Linked DNA regions of Mus musculus: all the other regions are linked to region 1. A link is a contact called in public HiChIP or PLAC-seq and Micro-C data. All regions are on one chromosome and are shown on one strand. The core of a region is the stretch at or near the end of the contact, and the rest is flanking DNA. Distances in the headings are between cores, read along the strand shown.

Region 1 (2,955 bases), core at 217-2,716:
TAAATTAATTAAACTCTTGGAAAAATGTTCCAGATATTGGTTAGACATATAGTAGATATTTGTATTTTCATTTTTATAGTTTTAATTATTTCCCAGGCTTTGTTCTGAGCACAAAATTCTTTGATCATTAGAAATAATCAGAGGTAAAATTGTGACTTAAGTAGATATTAATAATAGCAATGCATTTATCCAGAACAAGAGTATGATGGCTTAATATTGGAAACTTCTCAGGATCTGGCATCCTCAGGAGTCAAGCCTCCAGGTACAAATACTGGGAATAATCTTGGATGGTTGCCCCTGGACATACTTTTGAGGGAATACCATATAGGGGAGACCCAGCCTAGATGTAAATGAAACCACCGAAATATGAACATATAAGAATGCAAAGTGAGAAAACAAGGAGTAGCAAACCAGTTAGCAGTCTTTCTCCATGGCTCCTGCTTCACTTCCAGCCTCCAGGTTCCTACTTTGAGTTCTTGTCCTGACTTGCCTCAGTGATAGAGTAAAACCTTACAGTTGTAGAAGGAAATAAGTCCTTTCCTTCCCAAGGGGCTTTGGCTGTGGTGTTTAAACACAACAATAGAAACTGCAACTAAGAGGAGTTGCTTTTGCTAGAATATTTCTTTGTAGCAACCAGCAAGCAACTAATAAAGATAGATCATTTTTCCTTATTTAATTTTCAGATAACTATGTGGGGCTTACAGAAAACTCCCAACTGTGTGACTCAGGAATCTTATCATACAATAACACTAAAACATATGGAGATCAGCTTTTCTTCCAATATGACAATTGTGAAAGCTCACAATTATGGATTGGTGATCTGTCAATCAAAACACTTCTCTCTTCATTGTCTTTTTCTTATCATCCTGGAAGAGATGTTTGTTTATTATCCTTACAATGCTTTACAATTCTTTTATCATTTATTTACCTTACATTTACGTGTATATTCACATGTGTGCATACACAAATACATGTATATGTGCACACATGTTCATATGGGTTTCCTGAGGAGGTCTTGAGACAACTTACTGAATTGGTTCTTCTCCCATGGGGATTCTAGGGATTGGCATGGGGTCTTCAGGCCTGGAAGCAAGCCACTCTGATATCCCTCCTCAATGCCTTCTCCCCAGTTCCCCACAGAATGTGATGAAAATAATGAGAAATAGTAATTACTGGTTGATTTAATACCATTTGTCTAGTCACTCAGAGGTAACTAATCTACATTCTCTCTCTCTCTCTCTTTGTATTGATCAGCAGCACACTCCGTTTTCTACCTAATGAGTATTTGGGCACTCACTTGCTACTGTCACTTTCCTGTCCTTTCATACAGGGATTTCACCCTGCAGGTTCTCTGGCAGCCACCTCCCATCACTATGGTGCCCTCCCTTCAGATCTGATACAACAGTGTAAGCAGCTGCACCACAGTCCTTGTTCTGACTCAAAAGGAGCACAGACGGACTTGGCAATGAGAGTGGACCAGAGGGAGCTGTCAGCAAGGACCTGCTCTCTTCTGAGCTCCATACAGTGCCCACTGTCCCACACCAAAATGGGGGAGGTGCTTCCGAAGCTGACAAAGCAACGGCTACACACCACGCAATGAATGCCTTGAACTTGGCTCTGAATCTGATTTCTTATTTAACCGAGAGAGATAGAAGGAGAACAAAACCACCCATCAGCACACAGTGGCGTTGTCTCAGCCCTTGGAAACATTTCAGAAGAATTTAAATCTTCCCTTTTCAAGGACAGACAAGGGGGGATTTGGTGTGACTGAAGCTGGGAGAGCTTCGCTGGCCATGTTTGATCAATACAACATGAGCACTCCTTTAAAATTCACACATATGCTTATGATATGCTAAGTTTAAAAAGTAAGGTGTTAAAATGATGTATTTCCCACACCCCTCAGTAAACACTCACAAAGGGAGATTGAAGTATGCATGAACAAGAGTCATAAGAGCTGTGTATAAGAATGTGAAAACGAATAAAGATTGTTTTGTAACAAGTAGTTCATGTAAGCCAAGTGCAAGTGCAAAGGACTACAGTCGATGAAACTGTCATGGGTAGTTGGTAGCAAAAGAGCAATACAAAAATAAGGGAGAATTTCCACTCTATTTCACCACTATATTATGACTCAGAAAACCATGTTTAAAAAAGAAAATCAGATTTTATTGTTTTTGTAAGAAAGGTACAAACTGTCTTCCCCTAAAAACTCTTGATAATAACTGTGTGGGGGAGAGAGGAGCCCTTTGCTAGAGAGTTAACTATTCACTCCTCAGCCACAGCCCAGGAAACAGACCCGGGAGCTTGAGAGTGCGCTCTCTGTCACTTGCTCTATCACTTTCATTCACAGTTTTGAATTCACAGAGGTAATAATTCAACTAAAACAGAAAGCTGCAAAAACAGTGGGGGAACTCACATATGTTCATGCAGAATTTTAACACCTGCTCAGCAATGTTTGCTGTGTGATAGTGCTTTCCTCTGACATAGGCTTTGTTAATTTAAACAACCCAAGCCAGCAATCTCCAGATGTTAAGCAGGGACTTTAGCACACTCCAAGTGTTTGAAAGGGTTCTTAACTCCTGTCCCTCTTGTTCCCACTAACCTGCTTGTGACTCTGCTTCCAGTCTGTGTTTGTTTGTACCAGTTCAGCCTCCGCCCCTATGTGTGTGTTTAAACAAATTCCTGTATATTTGAGTTCATTTCTCAAACTTTATAAAGTGTTTCAGATATACAAAATATACATATATTTAAAATATACATTCCCCTTAGCCCACTCACTGCTCCCTCTACCACCCCAATCCCCTCCTCAGTGACTTCAAAACCCATTATTTCCCTTCTTCCAGATCACATGTATTCTACTAGCTCTCAAACTTTATTTTTTAATTGGGTTGTGAAATGGTAAGCTTCCACCCAGCACTTCATAAACGATTCCAAAATGCCTTAGGTTTATACCTGTAC
Region 2 (2,955 bases), core at 215-2,714, 120 kb after region 1:
TTTGTAACAATAAACAAATCAATCTCATTGGTATGCAAATTTGCCTTAATCTTTAGTAAGTGGTAAAGTCATATATATGCCAAAAATTATCTTAACATTGCATTAGGATCTACCATTAGTCGATGTCTGATTTGAACACCTATTTTATATAAAATCCCAAGATTACATAAAAAGCATCTATGAAAAGAGGTTGCCCGTGGGAAAAGTTTAAGAAACCCCGCTCTACTTCTCAGTGAAGGTCTCAGGTTGTGATGAGGGTCCCTGCACAGGCTGGGTGACGTGTTCCCATTCAAGACGCCACCTACAAAACTTGGGCAGCAGCCCTGACTTTGCAGGGTGCGGACGAAAAGTCCGGAATGCCTCCTTTCTGGCTGCATGGAAAAAGCTGGACTGAGCCTCACTGGTTAGCCATGACTTCTGCTAACAAGGACACCCACAGCAAAGGGGCCTAAATTAGGGGACCAAGTGATTTTGTGAAAAACTCAGAGACTTTGGATTGAATGGAAGCAGGGGACATTCCTCTGATAGCTAAGAAGTAGGGACATTGGTTGGTCTTTGCTGAAGGAATTTAGTTGTGGGTCCTGAAGTTCAGGGACACATTTCTACTGGTCAAATTCTAAGTGAACTTACTTGGCAATTTGCCTCCTGATGTGCGGCAGGGCTAGCTGAGGTCACTAGAGGATGCTAACTGCTCTAAAGATTTGTTCACTGCTGTTATGTCAAGTCTCTGCTTTTGTGGAGGAATTTGCCTCATGTGTACGTTGCTTTGCTTTTCAAGCACTCCAGACTGGCTCCAGGTGTAGAAAATGCCATGTTCTTCAACATGCATGCTTTCATCCAGCAAATATACTGAGGCCCTTCTAAGTGTCAGGAGTTGGCTGCCCTTCTTTCAGAAGACATGGAGGGTTCTTGATGGGATCTGAAGGACCCTTGGACTTCTTAGTGCCACTTCAGACTTGAGGCACCCGCCTCTGCCTGTGCTGTTGGAAACTGCTGCCAAGTCAGCCTGACCCTTCTGAGATCCTGGAGAAGTTATGGAGAATACGTGAACAGCGTCCCCACCTGTGTTATTCTCCAACCTGTGCTCTGTGGTTGGACAGTTTGTAACCGAGGTGGTCCAGAGTTGTTTGGTTAATTGAAAGAAAGGAAGGAAGAAGGTGGGAGACAGAGGGAAGGAAGGAGGGGACCCTGGCATAGATTGGCTGGACTTCCTAGGTCCTGAAATGCAGCGGAGCGGAGTCCCCTCAGAAATTAACTCCAAAGGCCACCCACTGACCCGCTGCACACAGCCAGAACTCGCCCCCAGAGCCTTGTCTAGTGGTGGCCAAGGCCATCCACCACCACCTTCCGGTCACTGCCTGCTTTCGATCCTCGCGGAGAGCGCTTCCTCTCTCCTGACATTCTCCTCCTCTTCGCTCCTCTGGATCCCTCCTCCTTCTTTAGTCCCTCCTCCTCCCGCCCAGCCTCCCCCAGTCCCGACCCGAGCTAACTAGACGTCTGGGCAGCCCCAGCGCAACGCGCAGCAGCCTCCCTCCTCTTCTTCCCGCACTGTGCGCTCCTCCTGGGCTAGGGCGTCTGGATCGAGTCCCGGAGGCTACCGCCTCCCAGACAGACGACAGGTCACCTGGACGCGAGCCTGTGTCCGGGTCTCGTCGTTGCCGGCGCAGTCACTGGGCACAACCGTGGGACTCCGTCTGTCTCGGATTAATCCCGGAGAGCCAGAGCCAACCTCTCCCGGTCAGAGATGCGACCCTCAGGGACCGCGAGAACCACACTGCTGGTGTTGCTGACCGCGCTCTGCGCCGCAGGTGGGGCGTTGGAGGAAAAGAAAGGTAAGGGCGTGTCCCACCGGCCCGCGCCCCCTGCGAGCTAGCTCGCCCAGTCCCAACCTCCGCTCGGGACTCTAAGTCCCCAGCCGCCCGCTCCTCCTCTTCTGGCTCCCAAAGGCGGCCGGGACCATAGGAGGAACTGGACGGAGTCTGGAATGGGCGAGACTGGGGCCGCCGAAGGAAGGGAGACTGGGCTAGGAGCAGAGGGGCTGCCAGGGCAGCGTGGGAGCCGCGGCTGTGCGCTCCGGGGCTCTTGACTGCTGCCAACTTAGTTGCCTCACTTTCCTGCGCTCAGTAGGCGTTCGGAGCAGAAACGTGGTGCGGGACAGCGCGGGACGCCGGGCATTGGCGCACGTGCGCCCAGTACTGTCAGGGAGAGCGGAGGGACCCCGGATCCTCAAGCGGGTCGGGTGTGTCCCACCCGCTCAGTGTGAGAGTTGAGGGACTGGAGTGCGAACCAACGCGCCCCTGGTCAAGGTCGGAACCTCTGAGACGCGCGGTTTCCTGAGCGCGGTTTCCCTCAACTCCTCTCTTCTCCAGCAGGGTACTCTCAGGACCTGGTAGCCTGAGTCCCAATGTAGCTTGCAGATTTCTGGCTTGCCCTTTCGCGGGTGTGTAGTTGCAGCAATGACCTGGAAGTGTGGAGATCTCTCTGTCACTAACCACCTAGGACTTCTGGGAAGAGATGGTGTTAGTGGTCATTTGCTTCTTCACTAGGAAAAAAAAAAGGAGGGCGTGGGGGTGGCGGGTGGGGTGGGTCGATTCCGCCTCTTAGGCATAGAGCATGCCAGAGACTTGCCAGGCTAGGTGCACTGGTTGGGGACCAAGGCTCCATGCCAGATTGGAGCTAGCGTTGCGGGGTGGCTACTTCCCCTGGGATCCCTGAATTTGCCCTTTCCCAGAAGCTTGGGCTGCTGCAGCATCACTTGCCTTTGCAATGGATGGCTGACCTCCTTGTGACAGCTGGGCCCTTGGGTGTAGTGCACCCTTGGTGTTTCAAAATGAGGCCGGTAGCAAACTTTCTTACTTGTTAGCTGAGACGTTCCCTCTTGGGTTTCTTTTTCTTTTCTTTCCTTCCACACCCCTCCCCCCCCCCAAGTGATTGATATTTGGCCAACTAAAATAT
Region 3 (2,955 bases), core at 140-2,639, 100 kb before region 1:
TACCCATGATACAACTCACAGACCATATGAAGCTCAAGAAGAAGGAAGACCAAAAATAATCAAGGGAGGTAGAGAGAGAGAGAGGAATTAAGGGAGGGAGAAAGGAGTGGGGAGGAAATAAGAGGCCAGGATCAGGTGTGAGAGGAGACAGGGGAGATGTACAGAGGATCAGGCAATTGAACAGAGGTGTGTAGCATTTGAAATTTTATGTTGCTGGTTGTGCTCAGTCTTCTTGCACTCCATATGGTCTATTGCAACCCCTTGAACATATAACTTTTATAACTCATGATTGGCTTATTATGCAATGCATAACATTGTAGTTTTGATTATTATATGTCTTAGTGAAGTTAGTATTTTTGTGATGAAACCCCATGACTAAAAGCAAACTGGGGAGGAAAGGATTTATGTGGCTTACATTTTCACACCACCTCCCATAGGTGGAAGAAGTTAGGACAGGAACTCAAGCAGGACAGTAGGAGCTCCTGGAGGCAGGAGCTAATGCAGAGGCTATGCAAAAGTGCTGCTTACTGTTCCCAATGCCTTGCACAGCCATTCTTATAAAACCTGTGACCACCAATCCAAGGATGGCACCATGCACGATAATCTGGGCCTTGCCCATCAGTGACTAATTAAGAAAATCTCCTACAGGCAGAGCCATTTTCTCAATTGAGGTTTCTTCCTCTCTAAAGACTCTAGCTTGTGTCAAGTTAACATAAAACTAACCAGCACATCATACTATAATACAGTTGTTTACAATAGCCTATTGATTGACATAGACTACGTACATGTATGAAAGAGTCATAAACTCATCATTTTGAATAATTAGCAAACACAAACAAGGAAGTGGGAGGTATAAAATTATATACATGTACTTGTGTTATTTAGTTTGAATCTTGAAACAAAAATTAGAATCTGTACTAGGGAACAAGTATTAAACACTAAAAGAACCATGGTGATGCATATTTCTATGTGAAATATCTGGAAAAGACACAAGATGGCGATGTTCCACCAAGAAAATATACACAAATTCTGTGGCTGTATCCAAACCCTGGTGAGCCCTTGGACTGATTCCCCTCCATGCTCTTTTCCAAGGAGCTTTGGAAGCCATTTCTAGTATTGTAATTGCTATCTCCAATCAAAAACTATCCTTTAAACATCTCAAAATCGTATTAACTTTCTCTTTTCAGCTATCACTAATACAGTTCAAAAGTGCAGTAGTTTGATATCAGTACAATATTTACTACTATGGACACTCCTGCCTACTGAATGTTGAAAACTCAGTATAAGTCTATTGTAAAATAGCACCCTAATTTTTTAAAGAGTGCTTGGATCCCTCTAGAGTTCCTGATTTTGTGTTTCAGATAGTCATAAATAGAGGGCAGTGCAGGAACATGGATCTCTGACACAGTGGTGTGGGAAAGACGGAGGAACTGACTCTAAGTCTGTGCACTCTTTAACAACTTTGTCATCTAGGAAAGAAGACATAGCCAGGTTGTTAGGGAGCACCAAGAAACATTCATTCACTCAATGCTACAGAGGAAAGAAAATGGATCCATTTCCCAAACTATCTATTTGATTCAGAATCGCTTTCTTTCTTTCTTTCTTTCTTTCTTTCTTTCTTTCTTTCTTTCTTTCTTTCTTTCTTTCTTTCTTTCTTTCTTTCTTTCTTTCTTTCTTTCTTTCTCTCTGTGACACAGTCCAGCAAAGCCATACTGATGGAAGTGGAAAGGTCAGCGTAGGAACTTTGGGAAGGTCATGAAACCCTCAGCCCTCTGGAAGGGAGAGGCTAATTAGCATTTCTCAGACCTAAGGGCAGGAACCTGCGGGTGGGGACACATTCCTCAGGACAGACCATTGCTCACCTTCAGACAAGGGAAGTCCTTGTCACCTCATTCCCTAAAGACCAATCAGTTTAAAAGGTGCACTGTTCAGCCAATCATATTGTGCCTAGTTGCAGATGCTCTGTTCTGGCCCTGGAAACCATATAAAAATTCCCCAAACTGGTGCTGGGGGGTCACTGCCTCTCCTTTGGGTCTGGACGACTCCAGTGCACTGGAACAATAAATTCCTCTTGCTTTTTGCGTTGATCCTGACTCCACATGGTTCACTCAGGTGTCCCTGGTAAGCTAAGGCTCCCCGGAGTCTTACAAGACTTTGCCACTCTGGTGGCAACAGAAAAATCCAGAAAAGGACATTTGGACTTTGGGTCTAATGTCCAATTTTTATGTGATCCCTGCACTGACAGATGCTCAGCAGCCAAGGCAAGATGATGGAATTGATGGTACATATTACCGTTAAAGTCTCTGGTCTGTGAGAGAGGGACTTGTGGATTGTAATTATGGTACTCCAGGATAGAGACTCAGCCTGCCCTGAATATTGTGCATAATTCTTTGAGCTTGTTCCCAAGTGGCTCTAAGCTCTAGTTTGCTTTTCTAAAAGATGAAGGAAGCCACATCTTTCTCACGGGATTGTTTGTAAGATTAACAGATGCTCTGTGCAAGTGCTGGCACTCAAGGTCTCATTATGCGATTAGTTTGTGTCCCTCCTCTCTTTTGTGGTTACCTGCAATCCTGTGACTAATTCTCTGCTTCTGAGATAAATTCCAGTGGCAAACCTCCAAGTGAGTGCAGGGCTCTGGTCCTGAATGTTTATAAAGGGATGTGAGCATGCTCCTCACAAGGTTTGCTCATATTTTCTGTCCTTTCTTCTGAATCTGGGTAGAAGATTAAATTCTGTCCATTTCTTTTGGCAACAGTAGTTTGCTAAACCTTTCCAAGGGGGACCTTCATATGTCTACACCATGTGATAAGCTGGAAGATGAGAACTTCCCAAGGATATCTCAGAATCACTTGCCTTTCTTAAACACTGGTCTCTAGGGCTTCCCATTTACATGGTACTGTGCTGATCTTCATGTTGCAGCCCCTCACATATCTCAGTCACCTGGACATGGCATCA

The links. A called contact is a pair of places that touch in the nucleus more often than the background predicts. HiChIP or PLAC-seq counts read pairs in DNA pulled down with a chosen protein or histone mark.
Region 2: a contact with region 1 is called in an H3K4me3 HiChIP or PLAC-seq map of neural progenitor cells, with 46 read pairs. The contact joins the promoter of Egfr here to the enhancer-like site in region 1. A contact is called at or near these places in 9 of 39 promoter capture datasets (the 3T3-L1 cell line, 3T3-L1-derived adipocytes, cranial neural crest and 4 more), 2 of 484 Hi-C or Micro-C datasets (granulosa cells and nephron progenitors), 4 of 115 datasets of contacts at active chromatin or transcription factors (embryonic stem cells, neural progenitor cells and stem cell-derived neural progenitor cells) and 2 of 9 other capture datasets (liver and pancreatic islet).
Region 3: a Micro-C map of granulosa cells shows a contact between it and region 1, with 3 times the contacts expected there. The contact joins two enhancer-like sites. A contact is called at or near these places in 1 of 15 datasets of contacts at CTCF or cohesin (pro-B cells), 6 of 484 Hi-C or Micro-C datasets (the CH12 cell line, Th1 cells, bone marrow-derived macrophages and 3 more), 3 of 115 datasets of contacts at active chromatin or transcription factors (embryonic stem cells, fibro-adipogenic progenitors and stem cell-derived neural progenitor cells) and 2 of 9 other capture datasets (adipose tissue and pancreatic islet).

Annotation. Positions count from the first base shown.
Region 1 is chr11:16,626,400-16,629,354 of GRCm38.p6, forward strand. No RefSeq gene overlaps it. Among named protein-coding and RNA genes, the nearest start is that of Gm25698, 100 kb to the right of the region's middle. Within about 2 kb of position 1,467, at least 17 of the 459 cell types and tissues checked have an H3K27ac peak or open chromatin away from gene starts, as enhancers often do. A contact at or near this core is called in granulosa cells, neural progenitor cells and stem cell-derived neural progenitor cells, where this site is marked.
Region 2 is chr11:16,750,739-16,753,693 of GRCm38.p6, forward strand. Egfr (epidermal growth factor receptor) reads left to right here and starts at 1,465. Exons shown (of 28, transcript NM_207655.2): 1 at 1,465-1,832. The coding sequence starts at 1,745.
Region 3 is chr11:16,524,097-16,527,051 of GRCm38.p6, forward strand. No RefSeq gene overlaps it. Among named protein-coding and RNA genes, the nearest start is that of Sec61g, 17 kb to the left of the region's middle. Within about 2 kb of position 1,390, at least 39 of the 459 cell types and tissues checked have an H3K27ac peak or open chromatin away from gene starts, as enhancers often do. A contact at or near this core is called in granulosa cells, where this site is marked.